Regions from separate parts of the Mus musculus genome. Here all the other regions are linked to region 3. A link is a contact called in public Hi-C data. All regions are on one chromosome and are shown on one strand. The core of a region is the stretch at or near the end of the contact, and the rest is flanking DNA. Distances in the headings are between cores, read along the strand shown.

What was found. Hi-C and Micro-C count contacts between places; a contact is called where the count stands out from the background.
Region 1: a contact with region 3 is called in a Hi-C map of liver, with 3 times the contacts expected there. The contact joins the enhancer-like site here to the promoter of Ly6g2 in region 3. A contact is called at or near these places in 5 of 39 promoter capture datasets (the 3T3-L1 cell line, embryonic stem cells, liver and 1 more), 1 of 484 Hi-C or Micro-C datasets (liver) and 1 of 115 datasets of contacts at active chromatin or transcription factors (kidney).
Region 2: a contact with region 3 is called in a Hi-C map of liver, with 2.4 times the contacts expected there. The contact joins the enhancer-like site here to the promoter of Ly6g2 in region 3. A contact is called at or near these places in 3 of 39 promoter capture datasets (the 3T3-L1 cell line and liver), 1 of 484 Hi-C or Micro-C datasets (liver) and 1 of 115 datasets of contacts at active chromatin or transcription factors (extraembryonic endoderm stem cells).

What each region holds. Positions count from the first base shown.
Region 1 is chr15:75,422,114-75,424,813 of GRCm38.p6, forward strand. No RefSeq gene overlaps it. Among named protein-coding and RNA genes, the nearest start is that of Ly6l, 26 kb to the right of the region's middle. Within about 2 kb of position 1,283, at least 5 of the 459 cell types and tissues checked have an H3K27ac peak or open chromatin away from gene starts, as enhancers often do. A contact at or near this core is called in liver, where this site is marked.
Region 2 is chr15:75,395,038-75,397,737 of GRCm38.p6, forward strand. No RefSeq gene overlaps it. Among named protein-coding and RNA genes, the nearest start is that of Gm28114, 3.5 kb to the left of the region's middle. Within about 2 kb of position 1,359, at least 3 of the 459 cell types and tissues checked have an H3K27ac peak or open chromatin away from gene starts, as enhancers often do. A contact at or near this core is called in liver, where this site is marked.
Region 3 is chr15:75,214,932-75,217,631 of GRCm38.p6, forward strand. Ly6g2 (lymphocyte antigen 6 complex, locus G2) reads left to right here and starts at 1,447. Exons shown (of 5, transcript NM_001371105.1): 1 at 1,447-1,481; 2 at 1,753-1,823. The coding sequence starts at 1,754.

The sequences.
Region 1 (2,700 bases), core at 33-2,532, 210 kb after region 3:
TTGGGTTTTCTTCATTGTTTCTACTTCCATTTTTTAGATCTTGAATGGTTTTGTTCAACATCATCACCTGTTTTGTTGTGTTTTCCTGTAATTCTTTAAGGGATTTTTGTGTTTCTTCTTTAAGGACTTCTACCTGTTTAGCAGTGTTTTCCTGTAATTCTTTAAGGGAATTTTGTGCTTCCTCATTGAGGCCTTCTACCTGTTTATCCATGTTCTCCTGTATTTCTTTAAGTGAGTTATTAATGTCTATCTTAAAAATTTCTACCAGCATCATGAGATATGTTTTTAAATCTGAATCTTGATTTTCAGGTGTATTGAAGTATCCAAAAATCGCTGTGTTGGGAGTGTTGGGTTCTGATGATGCTGAGTGGTCTTGGTTTCTGTTAGTAAGATTGTTGTGTTTGCCTTTTGCCATCTGGTAATCTCTGGCCTTAGTTGTTATAGCTTTCCCTGGCTGGAGCTTGTTCCTCTTGTGAGTCTGTTAGCCTCAGTCAGCACTCCTGAAAATCCAACTCTCTCCTGAGTCTCAGTGGTCAGAGTACTCTCTGCAGGCAAGTGCGCAGAGGTCTGGAGCTCAGCTCTCCTTCCCGGCTGAAGATGTAGGCTCGACAGGGACCCTGTCCCAGAAGTTATGTTTCTTCTGCCACCCGCATGCTCTCCTGTGCAGACTGGTCTCTTTGGAACCCGGGATACAAGAGCTATTTATTTATTTTTAATTTTCCATTTTCATGCAACTGAAAGCCCTCCTGGAGTCCTGAGTGGACCAACTGTTGGTTACTGGCCAGTGCAGCTAGGCTTGCTCCCCTTTGCCAAAAATAAATACCCCAAAGGGATCCAAAAATGTGCTGAGCCAAGACATTAGTGCTTCAATTTGCATAAAAACAGTCTTTAAAGGTTATGTGCTGTGGGGGAGATTTGTCTTATAAATAGAGGGGAAGCTGGTACACAATTGAAGTTTTTCCAAGCTGCATGAGTTATATATAGTCCTACCTTGTTATTGGAAGTGGACCTCCAGGTACACACGGCCTTTCTCTCCTTTGATTCCAGCAGTTTCTTTTGTTGATATCTTTGGATGGTCTCTGGTTTTCAAGTTTCTTTTACTCCTGATGGTTTTTGCTTCTTACAGCACTTACCTGGAAGGCTAAGCACCTCTTGATAATCACTCGAAGGTGTCCTGCTTCCGGGCCCCGTGAGGTCGCTGGCACAACTTGGAGCTGGGCACTTGGCGAGCTCGGGACACCCTAGTAGCTGCTCAGCTGCATGTTGTCACCGCACCCGGTACACTAAGGCACCATCCACAGTCCCAGGCTTCTGTCCTACTCTCCCATGCCGCTGCTCCAGCACATATTGACTTTTAAATCTATTGGCTAGTAAGCATGGGCAGATCATGACACACATTTGAACTTTACCTGGGACTTTTCAGAGGGTCAGGTAACTATTAGTCAGTACATCCTGTGGCTTTTCTGAGACTTGTTTTTACTCAAGGATGTTCCTGGGGGTGGAGAATGGAACTTGGTCTATCCTTAACCCCAAGTGAGAGGGAAAAGCTATAAAGGGGGTGAGGGACTGGAAAAAGACCTTATGGTCCCTCAACATGTAAGTGCCACCTGAGTCTTTTTCAGGTGAGGCAGGTATTTGAGATGGACAAGGCCTTTCTCAGCCCAGATCTGCTTGACCCAGGTACTAAGTCATCAACAGTCATCAAAAATCAAACTGAGACAAACGCTTTGTAGTTCTTTGTCACACATCTATAATGATTAAGGATGTGGACACATGAGTGGGTGAAGAGAGAAAGCAAACATTACCAAGACAAGAGCAAGTAAGACTCCCACTATGGAAAGGAGCCAAAGGAAGACACTGTGAGGAGTCTTGGGAGGGGGCTTTTTAAAAATAAGAATTAGAGCTAGAAATAGGCAAAGATTAGGGTAATTTTATTGAGATGAATTAATATTTCAGACACAGCAAGGTGAAGCCAATGGCTCCCCAGCCTAGCCAGGAAATAATCACTCACTACTTGCTCAACTGGGAATAATCACACTGTAAACCCTCTCCCTGTCCATCTCTGACTTACTTCCTTAGTGCTCACTTTGACTCATGTGCTTGCCTCACGCATCTTGATAGGTACTGCTAATCAAAGAACTTTCAGGTAATGCTGGTCACTGACTTTGGCTTTTGTTTCCTGGTCATTGATAAATTATTCTCTCTTGGTTCCCATGTTACATGAACAGCTTGTAGTTTTACCATAGGACTTTTCCCTTTGCTGCTTGTAGACAGCTGACTGCTGTATCACTGGGTGAGTTGGCCCATATCATTCACATTTTGATTTGCCAACCACGATGACACTTACCCACATACGTATCTCCTTCAGCCTAATAGGAGTCCTCCCTTCCCAGAGAGGTCTTGGGAACTTAAAACTCATTTCAACCCTACTAAAATTGGAAGTCTAATTCCAAATTGTGGAGAGCTCTTTGTGCTACTTAAGAATGTTGGCAAGAATTTGACATTTGGCTAGGACAAGGAAATAGGCTCAAGATCTTGATCATCTCGATACATCCCTGAATACCATGAGACTTTGATTGTTGTCTTATTTGTTCTTGACTATCATTTTTATGTCTTAAAACTAATCACATTCTTTGTATGTACCTAGAATGGTATGCAAGTAGACTTTACAAAAATAAACCCACATCAGCCTCAGCACTG
Region 2 (2,700 bases), core at 109-2,608, 180 kb after region 3:
AAATACTGGCTACTAATATCAGGTGCAAGGGTAACATTACAAAGATGGGCATACTGTGAAGTAGGTGTATTATGAGTCAGTCACACAGAGGTCCAATCCCAAGACCTGGGAGAGGGATAAACCATTCCACACTCCAGGTTACCAGCAGCAATGGTGGGAATTATTTGTAGGGGTAAAACAGCCAGGAACAGCAATGCCTTCATAAAAAGGTGGTTAGGAATAGTAACACAGCCAGCAATTATCAACAAGGTTAGGGGAGGTGGCATTGAGCATAAGGAAGGTCTAATTCACTAAAGTGAGGATAAGGTTTTTGGTCTGAATGGAGGCAAGGGAGGATTGGCTATGGGAGCAAATAAAGTTTTTGAGGTAAAGGTATGAGCAGTTTCTGTAAAAGATGGAGGGTCCAGTTACAGAGTTCCCATCAAGTGATGGGATCAAAGTTTCATCACTTTGTTAACAGCACAGAGATCTTGTAAGAGTCTCCACTTGCCAGACTTTTTCTTTTTTTTTAGGTATTATTTTTTTATTAGGTATTTATTTCATTTACATTTCCAATGCTATCCCAAAAGTCCCTCACATGCTCCCCCACCCACCCACCCGCATTTCTTGGCCCTGGCGTTCCCCTGTACTGAGGCATATAAAGTTTGCATCACCAATGGGCCTCTCTTTCCACTGATGGCCAACTAGGCCTTCTTCTGATTCATATGCAGCTAGAGACACGAGCTCTGGGGGGTACTGGTTAGTTCATATTGTTGTTCCACCTATAGGGTTGCAGACCCCTTTAGCTCCTTGGGTACTTTCTCCTTGGGGGCCCTGTGATCCATCCAATAGCTGACTGTGAGCATCCACTTCTGTGTTTGCTAGGCCCCGGCATACTCTCACAAGAGACAGCTATATCTGGGTCCTTTCAGCAAAATCTTGCTAGTGTATGCAATGGTGTCAGCGTTTAGAAGCTGATTATGGGATGGATCCCTGGATATAACAGTTTCTAGATGGTCCATCCTTTCGTCTCAGCTCCAAACTTTGTCTCTGTAACTCCTCCCATGGGTGTTTTGTTCCCAATTCTAAGAAGGTTCTTAATAACAAAAATTGGGGTGTTCCAGGGGGAGGAAGATGGCTCAATGTGACCAGCTACTAATTTTTCCTGCACTAACTGTTTTGCAGCTGCCAGTTTCTCTTTAGTTAGTGACTACTGATCAACCCAGATGGGGGCAGTGTCTTTCCAGGAAATTTTCTCTGCGTGAGTCTGGGGAGTAGGCATGACCATGGCCATTATGGAAAAGGCTGAGACTGAGATCCCAAACCTCGCCAGTCGGATTTCTGTACCACAGTCAATGATTCTTTTATGCCCTGTGCTTGTTTTCCTAATCCTTGTCCTGGCAGGAATCCCTGGACCGGCATTTGTTTTGTCACTGCTTCATTGGGGCTGCACATGAAAACATTCATTTGGGAGAGATATCTCTCACCCAGATATTGACTGGTAAATCGGGAATCACGTATGGGACTACTGTGCCTGAATTTCCTTCTTGATCTGTCTACCTAAGGGTCTGAGGGCTGACTTGAGGGTTTTTAGAATGCCCAATCCCCTGTAAATGGGTGGCTGGATCAGTCAGCAACCAGGAAGCTGGTCAAAGCCTGTCGAAATGTCGGATCAGCTCCCAAGTCTAAAAGTCCTGAAATGTCAAGGTAAGCATGGGGCGAGAGGAAGTAATCTTTTGGGCCCAAAAGGCCTCTGCTATTCCCCTCTCACCTGGGGCCCTGGTGTCTTTATGGTAGGGATTTGTAGTAGAGACCCTGGGAAACAGCAACAGTTGGGCAATGGTCTGTTGTGTTGGTATAAACACAGCACCACCTGTGGTACTTGCAAGAATCTGAATTTCTCCCTGATGGTCATGGTCTATAACTCCAGGTATGATCTGGAGTCCCTTTAAGTAAAGTGAAGCTCTTCCCAGGACTATGCCAAAGGTATTTGGGGATAGGGGGCCATGTATGTCTGTAGGCACAGCCTGAATGACCGCTTCAGAGGTCAGTATTGTGATGGAGGTGGCACAGAGGTCCAATCCTGGGCTGTTTTTTGTAGCTCACCAGAGTTGGGCAACAGACTGGGTGTGTGATGAGAAATCTCCTGGGGTACAAACTCTATCACCCCAGGGCTTGTCCTGAAGGAGATGGAGGCTAGAGACTGCCCCCCACCCAGGAAGTTTACCGAATGCAGTGGCAGTATGGGATGACCCTGGCTGTCTGTTTTGGATCTACACTCATTGGCCCAATGTCGGCCCCTGTGGCAATGGGGACACAGGGTGGTCGGTGGTGGCCATGAGGGAGGAGTGTCTCCCTGGCCCTCGAGGGGAGGTCTCCGACTCTGGCAGGGATGGGGACATTCTCACAGACAGTGGCCAGGCAGTTTACAATTAAAACAACTCTTTTGAGAGTTACTTAAGCCCGCACTCTGAAGGGTGGCACCAATCGCCAAGCCAATGGCATGGCTTGCTCTGGTGCCTGTACAAAGGTGAACATATCCTGAAAGTGACTTAGAATGGTGGTATTTAAGAATATCTTGGCAAGTAGTATTGGCATTTTCTTTTCTTTTCTTTTGATTTTTTTATTAGATATTAACTTTATTTACATTTCAAATGCTATCCTGAAAGTTTCCTATAGCCTTCCCCCACCCTGCTTCCCTACCCACCCACTCCCACTTCT
Region 3 (2,700 bases), core at 197-2,696:
GGCCAGGGCCTGTCTTGGTATGCCAGTAGGTACCACAGAGTGCCACTTGTCCCTTCTGATAGCAATGATGAATGACTGGTTTGGGAAAGAAGGAAATGGGTGCCAGAATTTGGGAGAGTGGCAGTCCCTTTGACCCTGACAAGTAGGAAGTGTTCTCATACCTATGAAATCTTGACAGCATGGCTGCCTAAACAAGACTTGGCTCCAGATAACAAAAACAGACAGACCCGCTATCACAGAAGGGTAAACCTTGTAGGTCCCAGCCTTAGACAAAGAACTGCAGGTACCAAAAAGTAATTGTGAGAGTTAAACAGTCTTCCATGGGGAAGAGCTCCCAAACTAAGGCCAAGTACTCAGCTCTGAAATCAGATTCCTACAACTAACATTATACAGCCTGAGCACCTTGTATTTATATAGTCAGGAACATATGTGTTCAAGTGTTTTTGTTTGGGGATAACAACAATAAAATAAAATTTGGGAGTCCAAGTGGGTTATATGGGAGGAAAGGAAGGGGGAAATGATGTAACAGCTTAATTTAAAAATATTTTAAAAATTTAAAAGCACATGAGAATATGAATGCTATTACATATGGTGAAAACATAATTCTTTTTAAAAGTAAGGTATATTCTTTTTAAACAATTCAGGAGATCACACTCCCTATACATTAGATTTGAATCCATCTGTGATATTATTTAGACAACTATTTCTCACTAGTCTTTTTATTCTTGGTAAGGAAGCTATCTGGACATCATCGGCCCACTATTGTTGTAACTTAGAAGTCAAATTATAGTTAAATCTCTTCCCCCCACCCTGCTCTAATATCCATCAGAGAGGGGCTTTGTGCCGTGATCTAGCCACTCCAACAGGTACCAAAGTATCTGCAAGCCATCTCTCATCTCTCAAACCCAGCCTTCAAGACTAAAAGGAAAAAATAATGAGAAAGAATCTGTGGACTTTAGTTCCAACAATGTAAACTGCCCGTTTCTCTGGCTTCCTCTCCCCTCTGCCTAGGGCTTGTAAAAGATAGGAGAGAACCTAATCAGACGTGCCTAACATCTGACCTAAGAGGAAAGTCTAAAGTGCATCCCGAATCTTATAGAAGTGAATAGAAAGGAGCCAGCCGCTGTGAGAAAGGCATGAGAGGTTGTAGGTTCACAAACATTTGCCCCCTTACCTTGCTTTCTGAATGGCAAGCACAAGTCACCTGTGGCCCCTGCTCTTCTGACATCCTAGTCCTCCTGAATAATGGTCCCGCCCCAACTGAGTGGTTGTCCCTCACCAACTGATATAAATCTAGCTGACTAGGTCACCAACAAACCATGCTATCTCTTACAAAATAAACATGATGGTCAGAAGGAAGTAAGTACTGAAGCCCCTCCCTTTTCAGGAATCCAGCTGGGAGGAGCTGGGGAAAGAGTAAAGTACTTCAGTCCACATCTGATTGACCTTTCCACTGTGCCTGCAACCTGGTCCGGGAGGAAGTAAGGACTGGTGTCAGGAGGGAGCTGCTAGGTGACAAAGGGAAGAGCCCTCAGGATAGGGCTGTGGTGGGAGTGTGGGATTATGAAGGAAACGCTGGGTGGGTGGTGGGTGAGAGAAGTAGACAGACATGTATTCCTTGGTGAAAGCTGTGTGGGGGTTGGAGGGAGGGAAGATTGGATGCCTGAGCTCTGTGAGAGCCCAGGGATGTGATTGGTGATTTATTAACTGGCTCCAACTTCCAAGGTTTTATCTGTGTACCCTTTCTCCAAGGATGGACAGTTCTCATGCTACAAGGACCTGTGTGTTCATCCTTCTTGTGGCCCTATTGTGTGCAGAAGGAGGTGAGATGGAAAATGGGAGAGGAGCAGGAGGGTACAATGGAGATGGAAAAGGGCCTCAGGGTTGTAGGTACTCCTATTGTGTGCCCAGGACCCTGGGTATGCTGTGGCCAGTCGACTGGGGATTTGCTTGTGGTGGGTGAAGCCTCCTGTGCTGGGGTGCTTTACTGGGTCTGTAAACCAGACCCTGCTTTGCAACAATCAAAACATGCCAGAAGGACTCTTGGACCTCACTACCTGTGCCAGGAACCCTGGCCACCAGAGCAGTCTGTCCTTAGACTCTACCCTGCTGCCCTGGCCTCCCAGTCAGGACACTGGCCTGTGTGCACACAAACTGGCAGAGCCTTCTTTTCCTCCCAGCTGCCAAGTTAAGTGGTGTGGAATCCTTAATGCCTGACATTTGGCTTTTCCTTTTGCCCCAGCCAATGAGACCTGAATGCCAGAACTTCACAACTCTAAGAGCTCTGAGCTCTCAGATGCCTCTATACTTCTAGTCACATCTTTATTTGGGGAAGCCTCATAGTGAGCCTCAGCTTTGAGCTGGACAGTGGGAAGTTATGTGATCTGTCATGGGCCAATAACCAGGGGCCAGCTCTGCATGTTAAGGGTGGGACAGGTCAGAAGAGCCCTCTCCATCTGAGGGCCCCAGTAACTACTTACACACCCACTCACAGGTTCAGCAGACATTTGGTATCTATGTCTTCCCAATATGGTGAATGTGTCTCAAATACCTCTAGGGGTGCAGGTCTCTTCTGTGGGGCTGGCTAGTTGAGACAGCAGTACAGAGCACATTTGAACAATGGATGCTCTTGTTTTGCTTTTGCTTTTCGTGGAGGTGAATGGGCAGCAATGTCCTTGCTCTGTTCTAGTGGCCAGCAGC